Regions from separate parts of the Mus musculus genome. Here region 2 is linked to region 1. A link is a contact called in public promoter capture Hi-C data. All regions are on one chromosome and are shown on one strand. The core of a region is the stretch at or near the end of the contact, and the rest is flanking DNA. Distances in the headings are between cores, read along the strand shown. Region 1 holds the start of F13a1 (coagulation factor XIII, A1 subunit). Region 2 has its middle 59 kb from the start of Gm30549.

Evidence for each region. Promoter capture Hi-C pulls out the DNA fragments that hold promoters and counts their contacts.
Region 2: a contact with region 1 is called in a promoter capture Hi-C map of neutrophils, with 2.3 times the contacts expected there. The contact joins the enhancer-like site here to the promoter of F13a1 in region 1. A contact is called at or near these places in 3 of 39 promoter capture datasets (macrophages, neutrophils and stem cell-derived epiblast-like cells), 5 of 484 Hi-C or Micro-C datasets (the HPC-5 cell line, double positive thymocytes, granulocyte-monocyte progenitors and 2 more), 1 of 115 datasets of contacts at active chromatin or transcription factors (heart atrium) and 3 of 9 other capture datasets (adipose tissue, liver and macrophages).

Annotation. Positions count from the first base shown.
Region 1 is chr13:37,046,404-37,050,965 of GRCm38.p6, reverse strand. It overlaps F13a1 (coagulation factor XIII, A1 subunit), which reads left to right and starts at 1,753. Exons shown (of 15, transcript NM_028784.3): 1 at 1,753-1,825; 2 at 3,462-3,609. The coding sequence starts at 3,480.
Region 2 is chr13:37,127,127-37,132,337 of GRCm38.p6, reverse strand. No RefSeq gene overlaps it. Among named protein-coding and RNA genes, the nearest start is that of Gm30549, 59 kb to the right of the region's middle. Within about 2 kb of position 1,472, at least 66 of the 459 cell types and tissues checked have an H3K27ac peak or open chromatin away from gene starts, as enhancers often do. A contact at or near this core is called in the HPC-5 cell line, adipose tissue, double positive thymocytes and 2 more, where this site is marked.

The DNA.
Region 1 (4,562 bases), core at 504-3,003:
CACTGAGAGTTGATTAGACCCTTAAGAGGTGGTTAGGTCTTTCAGAAAGATCAGCGTAGCTCTCATGGGACTAGGCTAGTTACTATGAGGACAGTTCACTAAAAAGCAAGGCTGACCCCAAATTTTCTCTTTTCTAATGTCTGTTTTTTCTCCTGCTTTATGCCTCAGGAAGACAGTGTGAAGTAGACAATGCTCTTCTGCTCAGCCTACTACACCTTGCAGTGTACAAAATAAACCTACCCCCTACACCTTAAAAAAAAAGAGGAGAAAGCCCAAGGTTTGTTTTTTGTTTTGTTTTGTTTCTAGAAGCTAGGAATATGACAACCCCACACTCTTAGGCTTCTCAACATGCAGAGCCGCAAGCTAAAGAAAACAGTGGGTTTTTTTTTCTTTATAAATGTCCCAATTTCAGGCATTTTGTTACAGCAACACAATGCACTAAGGCAGATTCTGTTTCTTTGGTAGTTTCAATAGAATATTGGATGTAGAACTCAGAAGTCAGAGGCTTGGTGACAGAGGAGGGGGGAGAGAATCAAAAATGAACAGAGGTTGTGAATTGAGAGAAGTCTTTTAAAAACGTTGAAGAGACTTGACTTGAAATTGTGTCAATGGTGACAGGAAGCAGCTGTGAGGGAGTTGGAGCTTGAAGCTACAGGAGGAAGAGAGGATAAGAGACACAGTAAAGCCCTTGAGAAAGTGACAGGAAATACGACAAACGTTTAGTTTGGATACAAGGAGGAGGAAGAGGAGGAGGACTTTTTTATTTCAAGGGTAAGAAGTGGGGTAACTTGGTAAAATTACAGACAAGTACACAGATTTGGGACAGAGAGATGGGATGGGGAGAACATGAATTCCTAACCAATAGCATCTCTTTGAAATGTGAAGATTGCGTGTCAGAATCAGACATCTGGAGACTATGAGAGCATTTAGATGGATCTGTGGTTAAAATCAATGGTTAAACATGTGGCCATATCAAAATAAAGATAGGCAAATTCTGGGGTGGATAACTTTCTTTCCTTTCTCTGTAAGTCTTGGAGATACACCAGAATGCTCCAAGGCAAAACAAAGCATTTCCAGCTTGGGTGACACTCTTGAGGGTATCTGTCCATCAGTTCTGACGCTGGACTTCAATGTGGCTGTACTACAGGAAGTTCTGTGGTTTGGCTGGGGCTGGGGCTGGGGCTGGGGCTGGGGCTGGGGCTGGGGCTGGGGCTGGGGCTGGGGCTGGGGCTGGATCTGTGGGGGAATTCAGGACGCAATTTTCTTTGCACAAGATGGACTCATTGCTCTTTCTTTATGCATGGTCACCACTGTCTGTGTGACCTGTCTGTGAAAAGGCAGATCCTCCCTTCTGCCAGCTCACCACCCTGGCAAGGCATTTCCACAGGATAAAAAAATGTCCCTTTAGCCCTTCTGACCCAGCAAGAGGGCAGAAGAGAGGCTGGCTCACACTCCAGTGCCATTTGCCAGTTGCTAGTAGTAGCCAGAGGAGGGGAAAGGCTGACTGGGGGTCTGGGGGTGGGGGGAGTGAGGAGATGCCAGCATGGGAACTTAGGAACAAATGGGGTATGGAGGCAGGGAGGCACACATACTAGACCATCAGAGCCGAATGTCAGGAGTAAACGGAAAGTCCTAGAAACAGTTCTGCCCCCTCCACCAGCCGTCAAGAAAGGGGAGGAGAAATCCTCTGGGATGGGGAGGAGGGTGGGAGCCGTTAGGAAGTTATTTAAGAGCCAACTTTCTGGTCACTTTGCCCGAGTCCTTTTGAGGAAGTACCCAGAGGCACACAGAGACTACCAGAGCACCCTCTCAGGAGCACAAGCAGGTAAGAGACCCTCAGAGCAGCACTAAGCAGCCCTGTTCCAAGCTGTGGCAGTCCTCTGAACCTACATTCTATGTCTGTAGTGTTGGGGAGTGGTCAGAGGCAGCCTCTCTCTCCATCTCCGCATTTTCACCTCTTTAAGAGGGACCCTCTTTGAACTCTACCATGCTATCCTGAGAGCACAGCTGGGTGAGGTTGCTCCTCCAAGGCAGGTCCCCTTTCCCAAGGGAAGCCAGCTGTGGAGCTGGAAATAAGGTTAGAGGACAGGGTAAGGCCACCTGGGAATGCCCGCCTTCCATCTCAACACAGGGGCTGAACTCAAGTTCCTTTCCCATCTCCAAATCTACCAAGAGAAGGGGAGCTCCCTCACCTGCACTCACACAGTGGCCTGCACTTCCTTCCTTGACCAGCACTTGGAATGTTCTCTGCTCTACTTGCTCTCTACTAGAAGGTGGTGTGACTACCCAGCACTGCTCCCCATCCCCTGTGACCACTCAGGATGCCTTTGCTATTTAACACCAGGGGGGTTGAGTTTTCTTGTCCTCTCTGTCACCAAACCTTTTTATTTAAACTTTTCTCCCTCCTTAGCTCACCAGAGATTATCTGTAAATCCCCAAAGGCATCTGTAGATACCCATTGCTGTCTCATCCTTCCAAGAATCCCTTTCTCCTCCAAAGACCAAATACCTTACTAAATGGTCCTGTGCTCAGCCTCGCTTCTAGGACTCCTCTCATTTCTAGAACAGTTGAATCAAGTTGATCCCATAATAGCAATGCTTCACCTTACAAGGGTGTGCCTGGGTTTTGCAAACAGCCAGATTGCCAGGAGTCACTGCATGGTGAGCCAGGTGAAGAGACAAAGTCCCCCTTCATTTTGGCCAGTTGGTCAACAAGTCCTTATTGGGCCCTGAAGGTAAGGTGGGTAGTGTTTAGACTGGCTGGTTGCCTGCACAAACTCCAAGGGAAGAGGAAGCAGGCCAGACCAAGTTAGAGCACAGCCTACTCACGATTTCAATTGGATATAACCATGACCTCCATCCCACATACCCTAGCAGATTCATGTATGACTATTGTCAGGGTCACCCCTAAACCCACGATACTGTAAGCTCTCAGGAAAGAGACACTGTTTTCATGTCTGATGAACCTACCTAAGTACTAAGATCAGATCCCAGCTTGTAAGAAGCCCTCAGTAAATAGTGACCAAATTAAATGACTGGTGGGACATCGTTAAGGAACCATCCTAATCTGTACATGTTTTCATGAGTCTAATCCTCACAGTGACGTTGGTTTGGTGAGTCTCCCTGAGATGAGCAATTGAATGTACTTACAAATATGCAGGCTTTGAGGTGCTGAGGCAAGAAAAATTATGCTGTCTGAAATCTTTAAAGACTTCTTACTCCCTTGCTTTCTCTACATCTTGACAAATGGGGACTCTCCCTGAGATCCTCAGGGGACACACTCCTTCACTGGGGTAATCCTCACTGCCACCTCCCAGTTATCATGTTTTGTGTGTGGCTTACAATGTATTGTCTGGGAGCTGCCATGTACGGTTTGCATCTCTGCCTCTATTTTAGAATCCTAGCCACAAGTGGTACCCATTTCACATTCCCGCCCCATGAACTCTCTTCTCCCTTCCCAAGGATCCAGTAAAGCTGAGAATGTCAGATACTCCAGCAAGCACCTTTGGGGGGAGGCGAGCAGTCCCGCCCAATAACTCCAATGCTGCAGAAGTGGACCTCCCAACTGAGGAGCTACAAGGCCTGGTGCCAAGGGGTGTCAACCTGAAAGGTAGGAGAAGCATACCACTGTGTCTACTAGAGCCGGACCTCATTTCCCATGAGGGATCTGTGTCAGGACCCTCCTCCACAAAGATTTACAAAAATATGTCCCCTTGTAGTCTCTGGTGCCCACCTAAGAAAGTCTCCAAAACCCAAGCTGTAGAAATACCAGAGAAGCTGAAAGGACAGTCCTAGTTTGGGCCTTTACTTATCTTGTCACATAGGGAAGGTACTTCCCTTTCTACTTCTCAGCCATTCCTTTTACACAACATGGTGTTGAATTCACCAAGGGCCTCTTTCGCCCCTGATGCTCTTTCCTTTAGAGAATGTTCTCTCGCTGGAAGATTCCACTTCTGTAATATTGCCTGACTGTCTGGCTTCAACTCCTTCCTTCCCCCTCCTCCATCCACAGCTCTGAATCTCAGAGCTGGTGAGAGGTGCCAGATTCTGACAGTAACAGAGATGGAAGCCCTCAATGTGTCTCCTGAGTAGCTAAGGGACAAGGCAAGGCAAGATGCTCCTCCTCTGCCTCCTCCTGAGGGACCCGCTCTGGGTGCAGTGGCCACCAGATGACCTCCTTCTGACCGTGTCAGCTATGACAGGGTCCAGGTGCCAGCACTGGCTTGGTGATACGCAAGTCATTCCTTTGGGGGAATGAGCAGGGACATTCAGACTCTTGTCCCTGAATAGCATCTAGCTGGCAATACATTGCAGAATCTCGTTTATGCACCAAAACCCAGTTTTGCTCCTGTGGGCTCTCAGTGCTGCATTTCATGGGGTATAGACATCTACTTGCTGAGGTAGGTACAGACAGTCACTCAGTGGCTCTTAGTGCCCAAGTACTAACTCTTCAAACTAAGTGTCACATTCTAAACCCTAACATTAAAGCCACAGAACCTGGGTATACAACCATCTGGCCTCAGTTTTCTTTGTCAGGTTAGGAAATAAAAGCAATGAATTGAT
Region 2 (5,211 bases), core at 223-2,722, 82 kb before region 1:
GATTTGACCAGGAGATAATCAGTGGGCATCTTGGCAAGGGTTGTTTTATTTTTAGTAGTGAGAACCAAAGTTTATTTGAAATAGGGGGAAGAAATAACAGGAGAAGAGATGGAGTAAAAAGCATAAAAATATTCATATGGAGGATGCAATAAGAGTGGACTAGAATCTAGAAGTGAGGTGAAGAACAAGTGAGGGCTTATCATATTGAGATTGTATGCCAGTGTATACAAATGAGGATTGCTCAAGAGAGTTGGAAAATGTGACCAACATATGAATCAGAATGGGAGACCTTTGAGACTGTTGTCACTGTGGAGATGGACAGAGGTAGCAAGTCCTTCATGGTATTCAATATCCTCTCCTTCAGGAGGCATTCCCTGATATGTATGCAGTGCAAGATGGAGAGCCTCTGGGAAGCACTGGCCACTGTTGTTGTTAGCACTAAGCCCTGTTTGTGCTTCCTTTTCATTTTTAAACCTTGCCTTACTGTAAGACACACCCAACTCAAGCAGGGATCATGTCTGCCTTAATCAATGCCTAGTCACCATCTCACTGCAGATAACTAAACAAATATTTATTGAGTGAACGAGTCTATTGATTGACAGAATAAAAGAGCTTGCTAGTCATTGCTTCATGTGATAGGGAAGTTCCACTCTGACAGGTTCAATCCTATGGGCCATAGCCATCACATACATCATTATAGAGCAGTGGTTTTCAGCTTTCCTAATGCTGGAACCCTTAATACAGTTCCTCAAGTGGTGGTGACTCCCAACCATTAAATTATTCTTGCTGCTACTTCACAACTGTAGTTCTGCTACTGTTATGAATCATAATGTAAATATCTGTTATGAAGATGATCATAGGCAACCCCCTGTGAATGGGTCACAACCCACAGGTTAAGAATCACTGGGATAGGGGTTGCCAGGCACCAGCTCTGGGATTTTAAGTGTGTACTGCATGCTTAGCTTTTAACATGGGTCCTGGGAATCAAACTCAGGAATGTAAGTTTATGTACCCAACACTCGAGTGACTGACCTGTCTTCCCAGCCATACCAGCCACCCCTAATAGAGAAACTTAACTTTTCAAGTGCATTATCTTGGCCAAAGACAGTTTCACTGGTGTGGTGGCAACAAAAAGTCTCTTTGAAGTGGAAAAGGGGGCATGATCAGAAGGACTTTGCAGGCCCATCCATTAGTTCCCCACTAACCTCCTCTTTAGATCTAATTCTACATGATTCTCCCCCTCTGCCCCCTGCCCCGCTCCTAATTTCCCCAACATCATCAGCAAACATTTGAAATTCTGGCAGAAGTGAAAGAAACTACAATAGTTGTACCGATAGATTGATTAGCTTCCCTTAGATTTCCTGGTGGACAGGTTTGTTAGCTTTCGTTGGTAGCCGTTCAAACACCTGCCACTCAAGGGTTCCGGTACAAGAGGGAGAAGCAGCCTTTCCTCCAGCTAGCTTGCCTGTGAACTCTCTGTGGGTGTGTGACTTTACAGAAATAGAACGGCTCTGGCGGTTACTTAGGATTGCAACACAGCGAAACGTGAAATTGCTTTGCAGCTGTTCTTTGCAAAACGGACCCATTCAATACGGTCTTATTTTTTTCCATTTAAGATTCCTAATGACAAGGCCAAGTCAGTTGGCTTCAGTGAACTGAGCTGCATCAGGGACCAATATTTACTGGCCTTCAAGCAGGTGCCTATTTCCCTGTTGAGACCCTGGTCAGGTCCAGGAGCTAAACTGAATAGGATTTTGGAATGATTTGGCATTTAGCTATGGATATTTTGATTTTCAAGTCCAATATTTTCCAACTTAATGCAGTTTTGCATAGATTTACTGGTGGCTTAGGAATTTAGTTTCTTACTCTGGGATGGGGTCAGTATTTGCTCTACTGATAGCTTGATAGCATATCTCAGCACCATGTAGTGTTTTAGTTTGAATAGGGCTTATTACTTTCATCTAAACAGCAGTATGGGAATTGGTTTGTCCAGCTAATGCAATAGCCCAAAGGCTAGCAATCCCATTTGGAAAGCTTAATGTAATATTTATTAGATTCTGGAGATTAATGTAGTTAATTCTTGATTGTCTGGATGTGGTTTATAAATATTATCAAACTCTCTCTTTTCAGATTCTGGGCAGTAAATTACACCAGAAAAGCAAATTTCATAGTAAATGAGCTATTTGATATGCACAAATCTCCTTGTTCAATATGCACATTTTAGAATTTTATTTTGGTTCACTACTGGAATATTATCTGATCAAAATAAAACATAAAGGGAGCAGCTTGATATAAAGAACCCCTCTTTGGATTGAGGTCCCTGTACCACTACTGATCATTTGTGTGCTATTAGACAAGCAATATTTAGGCATTTTGAACAAGTTTGGGCATGCTCAAGCTCAAATATGGCGTAGTTAAAACACCTGTTCTCTATCTGTCTCAGGACTATTGTGAAGTTAACAGAAAGCTGAATCTTGTTTAACTTCCATGTCATCTTTGAAAATGCTATGTAGTTGTTAAATAAAATGTACTTGTTGCAGAGGATTGCCATATCTGGCCTCAATGGGAGGGGAGGTCCTTGGCCCAGGAGAGGCTCGATGCCCCAGTACAGGGGGATGCTAGAGCAGTGAGGCAGAAGTGTGTGGGTTGTTAGGTGGGGGAGCACCCTCATAGAAGTAGGGGGAAGAAGGGATGGGATAGGGAGTTTTTGTCGGGGAAACTAGGAAAGGAGACAACATTTGAAATGTAAACAAATAAAATAACCAATAAAAATAAATTAAAAAGTGTACCTTGTAAACTCCAAAGAAATACACACATATATTAGGATTTGCATTGTTTCATAATCAGTCCTTCCTATTCTTCTTCTTCTTCTTCTTCTTCTTCCTCCTCTTCCTTCTCCTACTTGACTCACTTCAGTTAAAATTTCTCCTCTCCCTTCTTTCCCCCTTTTTCCTCCTCCTCTGCTTCTCCTTATAATAGAGAATGAAATGCTGTTTGTCAAAGAGTTTAAAGCCTGTTTCTGACACGCAGAACTAGTGAAACTGTTGGGCAGTGGGACTTGCACCACTTGCTGCCTCAATCATCCCTCCTCTCGTGCACTGTTCACACACATACTGTGCTGGTTAAGATTCTTAACTCGACCTAAGCTGGTCCTTGAGATGAGGAGCCTCAATTGAGATAATAACTCCATCAGATTGCCGGTATGAAAGTCTGTAGGGCATGTTTGTTTGTCTGTTTGTTTGTTTGTTTGTTTAAATTAACAATTGATGTATGAGAGTATGAGAGCCTAGTTCAAGGGGATTGGTGCTACCTTTGGCAGATGACCCTGGGTGATATAAGAAAGGGGGCTGAAATGTCATGGGAAATAATCCAATGAGAAAGGGTCTTCTATGGCATCTGCTTAAGTTCCTGCCTCTAGACTCCTGCTTGAGTTCCTGTCCTGACTTTCTCCCATCATGGTCTAGGATATGGACGTGTAAGCTAAAGAAACCCTTATGTCCCAAGTTGTTGTTAATTATGGAATTTTATATCAGCAAACATACTAGTACATCACTCAGTATGACTTTGTTACAGAGTCGGTTCAGTGGTGATGTTACAAGTTCAAGATGTGGTCTACATCTATGAACAAAACTATTTTAGAGAAAATATTGAAAGATTCATATACCTTTGGTAATATACCATAGCTTGGCTGTTTAATAATATCAAGAAAATATGAAATTGGATTCCTTCCCTGACCCACATGTCCTGCAGTAGGAGATTAGGAGAAAGGAGTATATTTTTCTGTTTCCATGGAAATGGACTTGATCAGAAAGGCAAGACACAAGCATTAATCACCTAGATAGGAGAATATTATCCTCCTACAAGAGACATGTTGCTATGGAGAAGGGGCACCAGTATGGTGGCCAGACACCAAGAAAGAAAAATAACAACTTGGGATTTTTTTTTGTTGTTGTTCAAAAGAAACTGAGATAGGTTTGAATATCTGCAGAAACAAACATTAATGGTATATGTACATTGCAAGTAAATAATTTTGTCTAAGAAAATGAGATTGGGTGAATAGAAAGGAGTGAATATATAGGAAGATTTAGGGGTAAATATAATTAAAATATATTGTATAAAAATTCCCTTTTATTGAAAATAATTTTTTCAGACTATGTATTCTGAATACAATTTTCTCTTCCTCTGTTCCCCCCAGTTCCTCCCCACCTCCCTCCTACCCCCATCTAGTTCCACTCCCTTTTTGCTTCTCATTAGAAAACAGCAGGTATCTAAAAGATAACAACAAAACATAACAAAATAAAGCATAATAAGATAAAATAGAAACCATCACATTAAAAGTTGGGCAAGGCAAACTAACAGAAGGAAAGGAGCCCAAGAGAAGGCACAAGAATCAGAGACCCTCTTGTTCATACTCTCAGGAATCCCATAAAAATACTAACTGAAAGCTGCAATGTATACACAGGGGACCTGGTGCAGACCCGTGCAGGCCCTGTGCTTGCTGCTTCAGTCTCTGTGAGTTCATATAAGCTTTGTTCAGTTGATTTAGAGGGACTTGTTCTCCTAGTATACACCATCCTCTCTTGTCATAACACCTTTTCTGCCTCCTTTTCTATTGGGTTTCCAGAGTTCCAAGGGAAGGGATTTGATGGCAGCATCCTATCTAGAGCTATGTGCTCCAAGGTGTCTCACTCTCTGTGTCATGTCTGGCTATGAGTCCCTGTCTTTGTTCTCATCTGCTGCAAGAGGGAGCTTCTCTGATGTTGGCTGAAAAGGGCATTGATGTAACTAATTTTTTTAATCTTTATTTTTAATGATGTTCTTAAACATTTTAACTTCCCTTGTAGCCCACCATCCACCAGAGGAAGTGGAAAAGAAAGGATATGGGGGAAGTGGACCTGTTTAGAAAGGTGCTTTGGAGCAACTCCGTCTGTGTTGTCTCAAGATTGGCAGTTCAGTTTACAGGTCAGCAGACAGCAGTAGCTTGATCCACTCGCAAACACTTCATGGATATATCAGTAGCCCAGTTTGGTAGAGTCGTGATAGCAAAGATAAATCAACAGCAGTGAGCAACCTAGCAGAGAAAGCCAGGCCACAGATGTGGCTTGAGTCAACAGGAGGGACCAATTGAAACACCAGGAGAAGTTCTTGGCTGTGTCTCTCTCAGGAAAGCAAAGATCAGTGAATACAGGAGAACCACAAGTGTTCTACCAC